2 separate regions of the Neogale vison genome follow, and region 2 is linked to region 1. Evidence: chromatin contacts called from public Hi-C data. All regions are on one chromosome and are shown on one strand. The core of a region is the stretch at or near the end of the contact, and the rest is flanking DNA. Distances in the headings are between cores, read along the strand shown.

Evidence for each region. Hi-C and Micro-C count contacts between places; a contact is called where the count stands out from the background.
Region 2: a Hi-C map of fibroblasts shows a contact between it and region 1, with 5 times the contacts expected there. The contact joins the promoter of NBL1 here to the enhancer-like site in region 1. A contact is called at or near these places in 2 of 3 Hi-C or Micro-C datasets (fibroblasts and muscle).

Annotation. Positions count from the first base shown.
Region 1 is chr2:13,914,102-13,918,375 of ASM_NN_V1, reverse strand. All of the region lies in intron 4 of CAPZB (F-actin-capping protein subunit beta), which reads left to right. Among named protein-coding and RNA genes, the nearest start is that of SLC66A1, 43 kb to the right of the region's middle. Within about 2 kb of position 1,820, the one cell type or tissue checked has open chromatin away from gene starts, as enhancers often do. A contact at or near this core is called in fibroblasts, where this site is marked.
Region 2 is chr2:14,137,347-14,141,620 of ASM_NN_V1, reverse strand. It overlaps NBL1 (neuroblastoma suppressor of tumorigenicity 1), which reads right to left and starts at 2,146. Exons shown (of 4, transcript XM_044237308.1): 1 at 2,006-2,146.

The DNA of each region.
Region 1 (4,274 bases), core at 571-3,070:
TTCGTTTTGCAAATGGGAAAACAGTCTTTGGCATCACACTGGTGCCAAATAAATATTCCTTACCTTTCTCTTGGCATATTCAGTGACGCCCCCTCACACTCCAGCATCGGGGGAGGGGGGTGCTCACCTTATGATGCCCCAGACTTGTCTTGGGGGCTTGGGAGTGATGGCATGGGCCTCTGCGTCTGTTCCAGCCTCCTGGCCCAGCTCCCATGTGGCAAAAAGGTCACATCTGAGTGAAGCCAGCCGGGGCCGGGCCCCAGCAGGTGTGTCCTGGCTGGGGTGAACCGGGAGGGTCGTGGCAGGTGACTCCTCACCTGCTGAGGGCCTCCATCTTGGGAGCACAGGTTTGGCTCTTCTCCCTGGAGGGGATCTGAAAGGAAGGAGTGAAAGCCAACGACGTCACAGCCCTTTCCAGTCCCATCTTCCCCGTTGGGTGTGCAGCTCGGTGTTGGCGGAGACTGGGGCTTGGGTGATGCAGGCTCACAGCTCACGCTCCCGGAACAAGCGTCCGTGCTAGGGCTTCACACACGGCCTGGCTTCGCACACTCCATAAAGCTTCGGGGGCTGGGGTATTTTCTTTCCTCCTCTCTTTGGTGAAGTAGGTCATTTTGCGCAGGAAGTGTTATGTTTTCCCTCTTTTCTCCCCGTCCCCCTTGGTGGGGGGGGGTCCTATAGTTGAAGAATTATGGACACAGAATCCGTGTCCGTGATTGTGACATGATTCAAGAGCAGGAGTCATTTTCTGGGAGAAACGATGCTGAACTCCGAGGACAGGACCATTAACTGGCACGTTGGCCTTTTAGTTGGTCCACGTTCAGGGATCTGATGATAGAGTGTAAACGTGACCAGGTGCTTCATTGTCATTGTGCTACTGCAGAGCTAGCCCTGCCACGTGCTCCCTGACCAGCTTGGGTCGGTGGGGCCCTGATCCTGAGCTTACAGAGCCCGTATCTGCGTGTTGAAATCGAGTACGGTTTCCAGATGGCCTGACTTCGGGAGCCAGCGCACAGCTACCCTGGCTCCTTGGTGCCCGCTGTCTGAATTCCCTGCCCTTCCATTTGCCTTAGGGCACCTTCACCCTCGGGGCGCCTGGCTGACTCCCAGCAGTGGAGCCCGCGACCCTTGAGCTCTGGGTCGTGAGTTCGGGCCCCATGTTGGGAGCAGAGTTTTCTTTGAGAAAAATCATTTAAACAAATAAAATATTGGGCGGGGGGGCAAGTGGAAAAAAAAAACCAGAAAGTTAGTGTTTTCCGTTACTGGGAAGGTGTTGGAAGCTGCCGAGACTGTGTGTGGTTGAATGGGTTTGCTCCTCTGTCGGACTCCGGTCTGTCGTTCTCCCCCAGCTGTGTTCCTGGAGCTTCCCAAGGCCCCGCTGCCTCATGGGTCAAGCCCTCCCAGGGGCTGGGGTGCTCCTCCAGGGTCATTTACCTCTTCACTGGCTGTGGGTTTCAGGCCTAAGAAGAGCCTGTGCTTTTGTCTTTGGGCCTCTGTGCAGTAACGTTCTCTGACCAGCGCATTCACCGCAGGAACTCCGGGCCTTGCCTCACACAGCAGTGCCGTGGCCTTCGGTGCCGGACCTGTCCCCCCGCCCTCCATGGCTGGGGCCTATGAAGCGATCCAGAACTGGCAGAGCCCTGGGTAGGGCCAGGTGGCTTCCTCTGTAGCCCGCTCTCGGTCCCGGGCCCCATTTGGTCGTTGGTTCACGTCGATGTGCAAGGGCCCAGGCGCGGGGCGGTGGCAGTGGTGGAGCCACCTTATTGGAATGGCATGTTAGCGTTTAAACAATATTAATACTATTTGACTCATTAAGTATACAAAGGCCAGTTAAAGTGCTTCCATGTGTGAGCTGTTAGTTCTGGCGGGCGACTCCTCAGATGGCTTCATGTGGTTTCAGACAACATTTTAGCACATTCTTAAAATACCCACAAAAGCCTTTATGTAAAAACTCATAAATGTGAGCCACATAAAAATTATTTTTTTCCTGTTTCATGTCATTATGATCAAAGTACAGTAGGTAAGAATAAATTTTCAAAAACTTGTTGAGGTCCCTCTTTAATTAATGCTTCACTCGCAGAGCAGAGCCGTAAACCATGTAATGGGGGGCTGTCTGTATGCCCCGCAGTCACCCTGCCACCGGCCTGCTCACCACGGCCCTGACGGCACTTGCCAGAGAGGCTGGTGTTTCTGGGAGACCCCGAACCGGCCCTTCCTTGTGGCACAGTCCTGTGCTCCCTTTGTCTTGGAGCATCAGGTTGAGACTTGCTGCTGCCCCGGTCTCTGGAGATGCCTTTTGGTGAATGGAATGCGGGTCCGTTGTTGAATTGTTGTGGTGTCGGGGCCCTGCCTGCGGAGCCCCGGTCTCAGCACGCCCGCCTCACCCCGCTAAGGAACACCCTGACTACGGGAGAGGGAGTAGATTCCAAGCCAGGACGACAGCATCGCCTCCGACTCGGCTGCCATTCCTTTGTGGCAGATCCGATCTACTGTAAATTAGGGTACTAGCTGGTGGAATGCGACCTCAGCTGCGAAAAACAATTACCGAGATCGTGTGGCTCCCCGGAGAAGCGCTAACGAGTCCCTGCCAAGCACGGAGGCTGCACTCAACACGGCACCGTGGCTCTGCTTGTCGTTCCGTAAAAGTTAGGCATCTGGACAAAGACTGGAAGGGGATTTGGAAAAATGAGATTTATGGGATAAGTTGATGTATGGTGTTCTGTTCCCTGTTTTAGAATGTCCTTGCAATGAATTGCTTAGTTTTGGAGAAAAGAAGAGCAGCAGAGGTCAGAGTTAAGTTTGCATTTTGCCCTCCAGGTCTCCAGCATCTTGGCACCTTGGGTCCGGTCACTGTGGCCCACAGAGGAAGCTGAGGATGCCAGGGAGAAGCTGCCCGGAGTGGGAGCCGGGCCACTGGGTGGGGCGTTGGAGTGGAAACGGCCAGTTCCACCTTATAAAACATAATGCGGTTGTTCATTTTCCGGAAGAAAATAAATCTAAGGGACAGGACAGAGGGGATGGACTGCAGATGCCTGGCGCTTTGGAGCAGCTCTCCAGGGACATCATCAGGGGCTCTTGGGTCCCCAGAGTCTCTCTGGGCTCCCTTCTGGGGCAGCCTGGCCTGCTTTCCCTGGTATCCTGGCACACAGAGGGCGTGGGGCCTTAGACAAGACCAGTGCCGCTCTCTGGTCATGGGGATCGGGCTACACGCTGTGGGGAGCAGAAGGGGGAGAACGACCACTGGGTGTCTGCCTTTACTCCTGGATGGCCAGCGGCAAGAAGGGATTATTGGCCCTTCCTTCAGACCAGCATGAGAGAAGCTGCAGATTTAGAGCTGTTGCTTCCCTTTTGATGTGGGGCTGCTCTCCCTACAAGCCAACCAAGGGGGAAGCCGAGTGCTGGAGCAGCCCTCTGTGTCCGGCAGGACTGGGATCACGTTAGCTGGGCTGCTCTTCCCTCAGTGGTGCTGGTGTGACTCCTAGGGAACTTGGATCTCTGAGTTCTGTTCCACGTCCACCCGCCCATCGTGTGTGTGCTCTGCGTTGCACTGGCCTGGGGCTGGTCCCTCCGTGCGTCTGTCCAGCAGGCCCACTCACCGGGCGTCCACTGCGCCAGCCCCACCTCCCAGGGTGACCGGGGCTGTGAGGGTAGGCAGTGGGGTGAATCTTATTGGACAGCTTAATCACCATGGAGCCTGTGGGGACGGAGAGGCAGGGACAGGACGTGGTGGCTGCGGCGGGCTGGAACCCCAGTGGGCAGGGGAGCAGACCTTGTGTGCAGCCTTTGGGCCCTCACGGGCCCTGCAGTGGGTTGGCCCCGTGGCCCCTTATGGCTCAGCAGGAGGCTGTGGTTCTCACGGGGAAAGAGGCTTCCTTTGCTCCGATTGTTACAAAGAATTCTTGTGTACTCTTCACCCACATTCTCGAAATGTTAGCGTTAATCATGTATATTTTTATTATGGAACAGCTTTATTGAGAATTCACGGACCTGTTTATTTTTAGTACTTATTTTTGTTACTAAAATCAATAATAGTCTTTGGTCAGATTATTTACTTTCCTATTTTTTTTGTATCTCAAGAGTCCTATAAAATAGGTATTACCGTTCTTATTTCATAATGAAATGAAGGACCAGTTCAGATGGTTGGTCCCTGGGAGCACTTAATAAAGAGTTGGTGGCTGGGGAAGGTGCGGCCGCGGCTGGTAGTGGGGGGCCCGAGCCGCACCCCCCCACACACAGCCCCTGCTCACTGCCACACGCGTGCTGCCGGCCCGGCTCCT
Region 2 (4,274 bases), core at 897-3,396, 220 kb before region 1:
TCCACTGACTCACTGTGTCCCCGGGCACGGTCAAGTCTAGGAGTTACAGACAGAGCCCCTGAACATTTGCGTTGCCTCCCCGAGCCCCACATTGGTCCCCTCCAGAAGAGTGAGCATGGCCTGGGAAGGTCCATGTAAGCAGATTCCCTCAAGTGCAGTCTGGCTCCGGCGTGTTGCTTAAGGCCACTGTGATTCCATGACCCCAGTCTCACCGCGGGGTGGCTTCCTTCCTCCCCTCGGCCCTAGGCGCTGGCAGAGCATGAACTAACTGTCCCGGGGGGTGGACGCCCAGAGCCAGGCCCATGCTCCCAAGGCCTGCCCGCCTCTGCCAGGCAGGTCCCGCTTCTGGGCCACAGCAAACCACCCCCCCACTGCCCCCCGTCCCAGGCCAGGGCTCTCCCACCTGCAGACCCTCCTGCCCACAGACCCAAAACTGTCTCAAAACAAATCTATGCTAATGAGCTGCTGCCGGGCCCGCTGCACATCTGCTCAGCAGAAGCCCCGCTGCAGACCTCGCCGGCATCCCTGCCCACTCTGCAGCCTCCGACCCTTGGGGCTGGGGGTGGGGAGAAAGAGCCAAACTCAGTCTGAAATCTCACTTGAAAAGAATGAGGATATACCCGTGGCTAATGCAGACCACCTACTCTCCCCATCCACCCCTCCCAGGCACAGGCCCAGGAGAAAGAGGTCCAGCTTGCAGGAGTTGGGGGGGAGAGGGGCAAGGGTCACCAAGGAAATGCTCTGGTCTTGCCTTTCCTTTGGCCCCAACTGAAGGCAAACCACACCCAAGCAGCCCCAGCATCTGGGGGAGTTTCTGGAGGCTGGGGTTTCCACAGTAACAAAGGGTGAGGGGCTCCTTGTTGACAAATTGCTTCCCCACTCCCCTCCCCAGCCAGCGCCCAGCCTTTGGCCTCCAGCCCTGACCTCTGTTTTCCTGGGGTTCCCGTAGTTACAGGCTAGTGTCCTCCAGCTGGACGAGGGCCTCAGAAAGCCTGCAAATGTGCCCTTCTCCCCTGATGTCTGCCAACCCCCTGCCAAGGCGGGCAGCTGCCCCCTTTACAGCGGCTTGTAAAATATCAGAATCGCCCCGCCCAGGGAGCGGGGCGGGCAGGTGGCCGGCAGCGGGGCCCCGCTGTCCCGGCCGCCTCGAGGGGGGGAATTCTTAAGAAAACTGAGCCCCCTGAGCCCCCGGAAAGGCTGGCTCCCTCTGCCCCAGACTCAATTCCAGGGGGATGACCCAGGCCAGGCCCCGGGGGCAGGCGGAAGGTAGGGGGAGGGTTTACTCGTCTTTTACCGGGTCTAGGAAACTATTCATGAACCCCACTGCGGGGGCTCGTGCTTCTGACACTGGGGGGCTGTCTGAATTTTAGGGTGGGGGGGTCAGGGGGATGCACAGACACAAAGGTACCCCCTCCCAGAGGGGCAGAACGGAGAGACAGAGAACATAAAGGCATAAACCCAGGGAGGCTGAACACGAAGGCAGAAGGGGAGAAGAAACAGAAAGAAAGGGACCGAACAGAGAGGGGGACGGAAACAGAGAGACGAGAGACACGAGCAGTCGGATGGGGAGACAGAAAGGGAGCGAGACAAAAAGGAGGCAGAAACGTACCGCAGCGGAGCGGCTCGCAGCGCGGCGAGGCCCGGGCAGAGCCGGGGAGACGCGCCAGCCCCGCGGCCGAACTCCGGCAGCTGCCCCGGCGCCCGCGCGGCCCGACCCGCCCTCGACCCGCCCGGCGTGCGCTCGCCACGCACCTCCCTCCCTTCCTCTCCCGGCCGCCGAAACTCTCACCAAGCGGTGGAAACCCCCGGCGAGTCCGGGGACGAGCTCGGAGCGCAGCGGTGCCCCCAGCCACCCCGAGCCGCGCCCACGTCCCCAGCCCCGGCGTCCGGAGGCGCCTCCGCACCGTGTCCCGGGGCCGCCGGGCTGGCCGGGGGCGCGGCGCTGCCCCTGCGGCCGAAGCCTCTGGAAGCCGGGCGCCCGCGTGCCGGCCCGGGCGGGACTTACCGCGCGCGGCGGCGGCGGCGGCGGCGGCGGCGAGGAGCGCGGCGCGCCCGCCGGTTCCCGCGGAGCTGTCTGCGGGCCGCGGGGGGCGGCAGGCCCGGCGCCCCCGGGAGGCTCGGGAGGCGGCCGGCAGGGCTGGCGGCGGCCCCGCGAGGCTCGGCTGGGCTGCGCTGCGCGCCGTCTGCGGCCCCGGGCGGGCGCGCGGTGCGGGGGAGCGGTGAGCGGAGCGGCTCCGACGTCAGGGGTGTCTCCGCTCCAAATAGGGAGCGAGGGCGGGGGCAGCGGAGGGAGGGACGCGAAAAAGAAAGAGCGGGCGGGCGCGCACGGCCGCTCCCTCCGGGCTCGCGGGAGGGGGCGCCCCGGCCGCCCGGCCCGGCCCTTCTCCCCGCCTGCGAGCCTCGGGCCGGCCTGCGCGGCGATCCGACGGCGCGGCGGAGCTGCGGGGCGGCCAGGGCCGGCGTCCCCGGGCAGCGGGCAGAGAACCCGGCGCCCCGACCCCTTCTCAAGCGCCCTCCGCCGGCTTTCTCTGCGCGCCCAACTTCCCTGCGCCTAACTTTTCCCGACCCTGGCCAGGCCTCGGGGTGACAAAGATGGAGGTCTTCCTTTTTGCGGGGACCCGGGCGTTGCGGGCTTGCTCCGAGGCTGTGGCGCTCCAGTCCACCGAGTCCCGGCACCGGGCGACCGTCCCGGCTCTGCAGTCCCGTGGGGCGCCCCACCTATCGGCTCTCGGGCAGGTCAGGTCCGGCTCTGCCCCTCACCCTCCGCCCAGCCTCCTCTCAGCTCAGGCACTGGTGTGGGCAACCGGAGAAGGGGGTGAGAGCCCCGGAAGGACTCTACAGAACGAGAGTGCCGACCAACGGACTCGCTTCTCCGGCTCCCGGGAAGGGCAGGACGCAGGCCCGGCGCCCAGCGTCTCCTCGGCGGTCCAACTCATCAGCCCGCACTTGGGTGGGTGGCGGGTGTGCCTCCTCTGATCCGTGTGCTCTCAGGGGAACGAGGAAACAGCTTTGCTCCTGGAAAGTGGCAGCCCAGGACACAATCGGGGGACCCGCACATTTTGCTTTCTGCCAGAGTTGTGCGTGTCCGTCTACTTTACCCCAGACCGATGGTTGTCACGGGTGGCCGAGCATCCCGGGTGGCACCAGGCAGTCTGCTGGTAACTCCACGGTGTGCTCCGGTGGTTCCAAACCCAGACGCATCCCCATGCCTCCTAGCTCCCGCTTATGCTGTTCCCTCTGCCTGCAGTTCCCTTCTCCTTTCCTCTCCTGGCAAAGTCATTCCTTGAGCACCAGATTGGAAAGACTTCCCAAGACCCTCGGACAGCCTAAACCTCTCCTTCCTCAGGTGTGATCCTTGGCATGGAAAAGAAGTCTGGCAATTTCCCAGACTGGCAATTTCTAGCTGGCTGGGCACATCTCTTTCCTCCATTAGACCACAGGCACCGTGAGGGCAGTGATGGCTGGTTTATTTCAGTGTCCCCAGTGTCTAAGGACGTGTCCCCGATGTATTTGGCTGAATGGAAGTAATTATTAACCGCCATTGAGAAGTGTTCCAGGAGAATACAAGAATAACAATCCTACGATATAGAATGTGTATCTTACTTATGATGGGTATTCGTATGTATAATAATAATCACAAGAGCTCACACATACTGAGCCCCTGACTGGGTGCCTGCTCCCATTCTAGGCACTTGCCACCCGCACAATAACTCTAGAAGATAAACAGTATTGTTATCCCCCATTTTATCAGGGAAAGGAGAAAAACCTAGAGAGAGGTTAAGTAACTGGCCTAAAGTCACACAGCAGGAGATGAGGCCAGCTACTGTCTGTTGGATGACCACGACCTGCAGAGCCTAGCCTTGCTGCCTGGAGCTCGGTAAGCACCTGGGAAATCTTTACTGTTGTGCTTACTCAGTTCTCAGTGCAGACTCTGGGTAGGGTGGGCTGTGGATCTCTGCCACTCCAACACTCAGGAAGCTAATTATGTAGACCCATGAGCTTGTCGGATGGCACAGCGAGCAGGGAGTATAGTCCTTGACAGTTTAGACATGACTCCCCCCAAACCCAGGGATGTTCAAGAACAATCCCAACCACCTAATCAAGGACACGGGGCTGGGTCTTGAGTCACCCCTGCCTGGGGAAGACCGGTCATCACAGAAGGACCACAATGTGCTCAGGGGGTCTGGAAGGTGACTTGTCGATAATACCAACAGCCACCGTTACATGCCCGGGATCATGCCAAGCACTCCGCCCGCTTTATTGTATCGAATCCT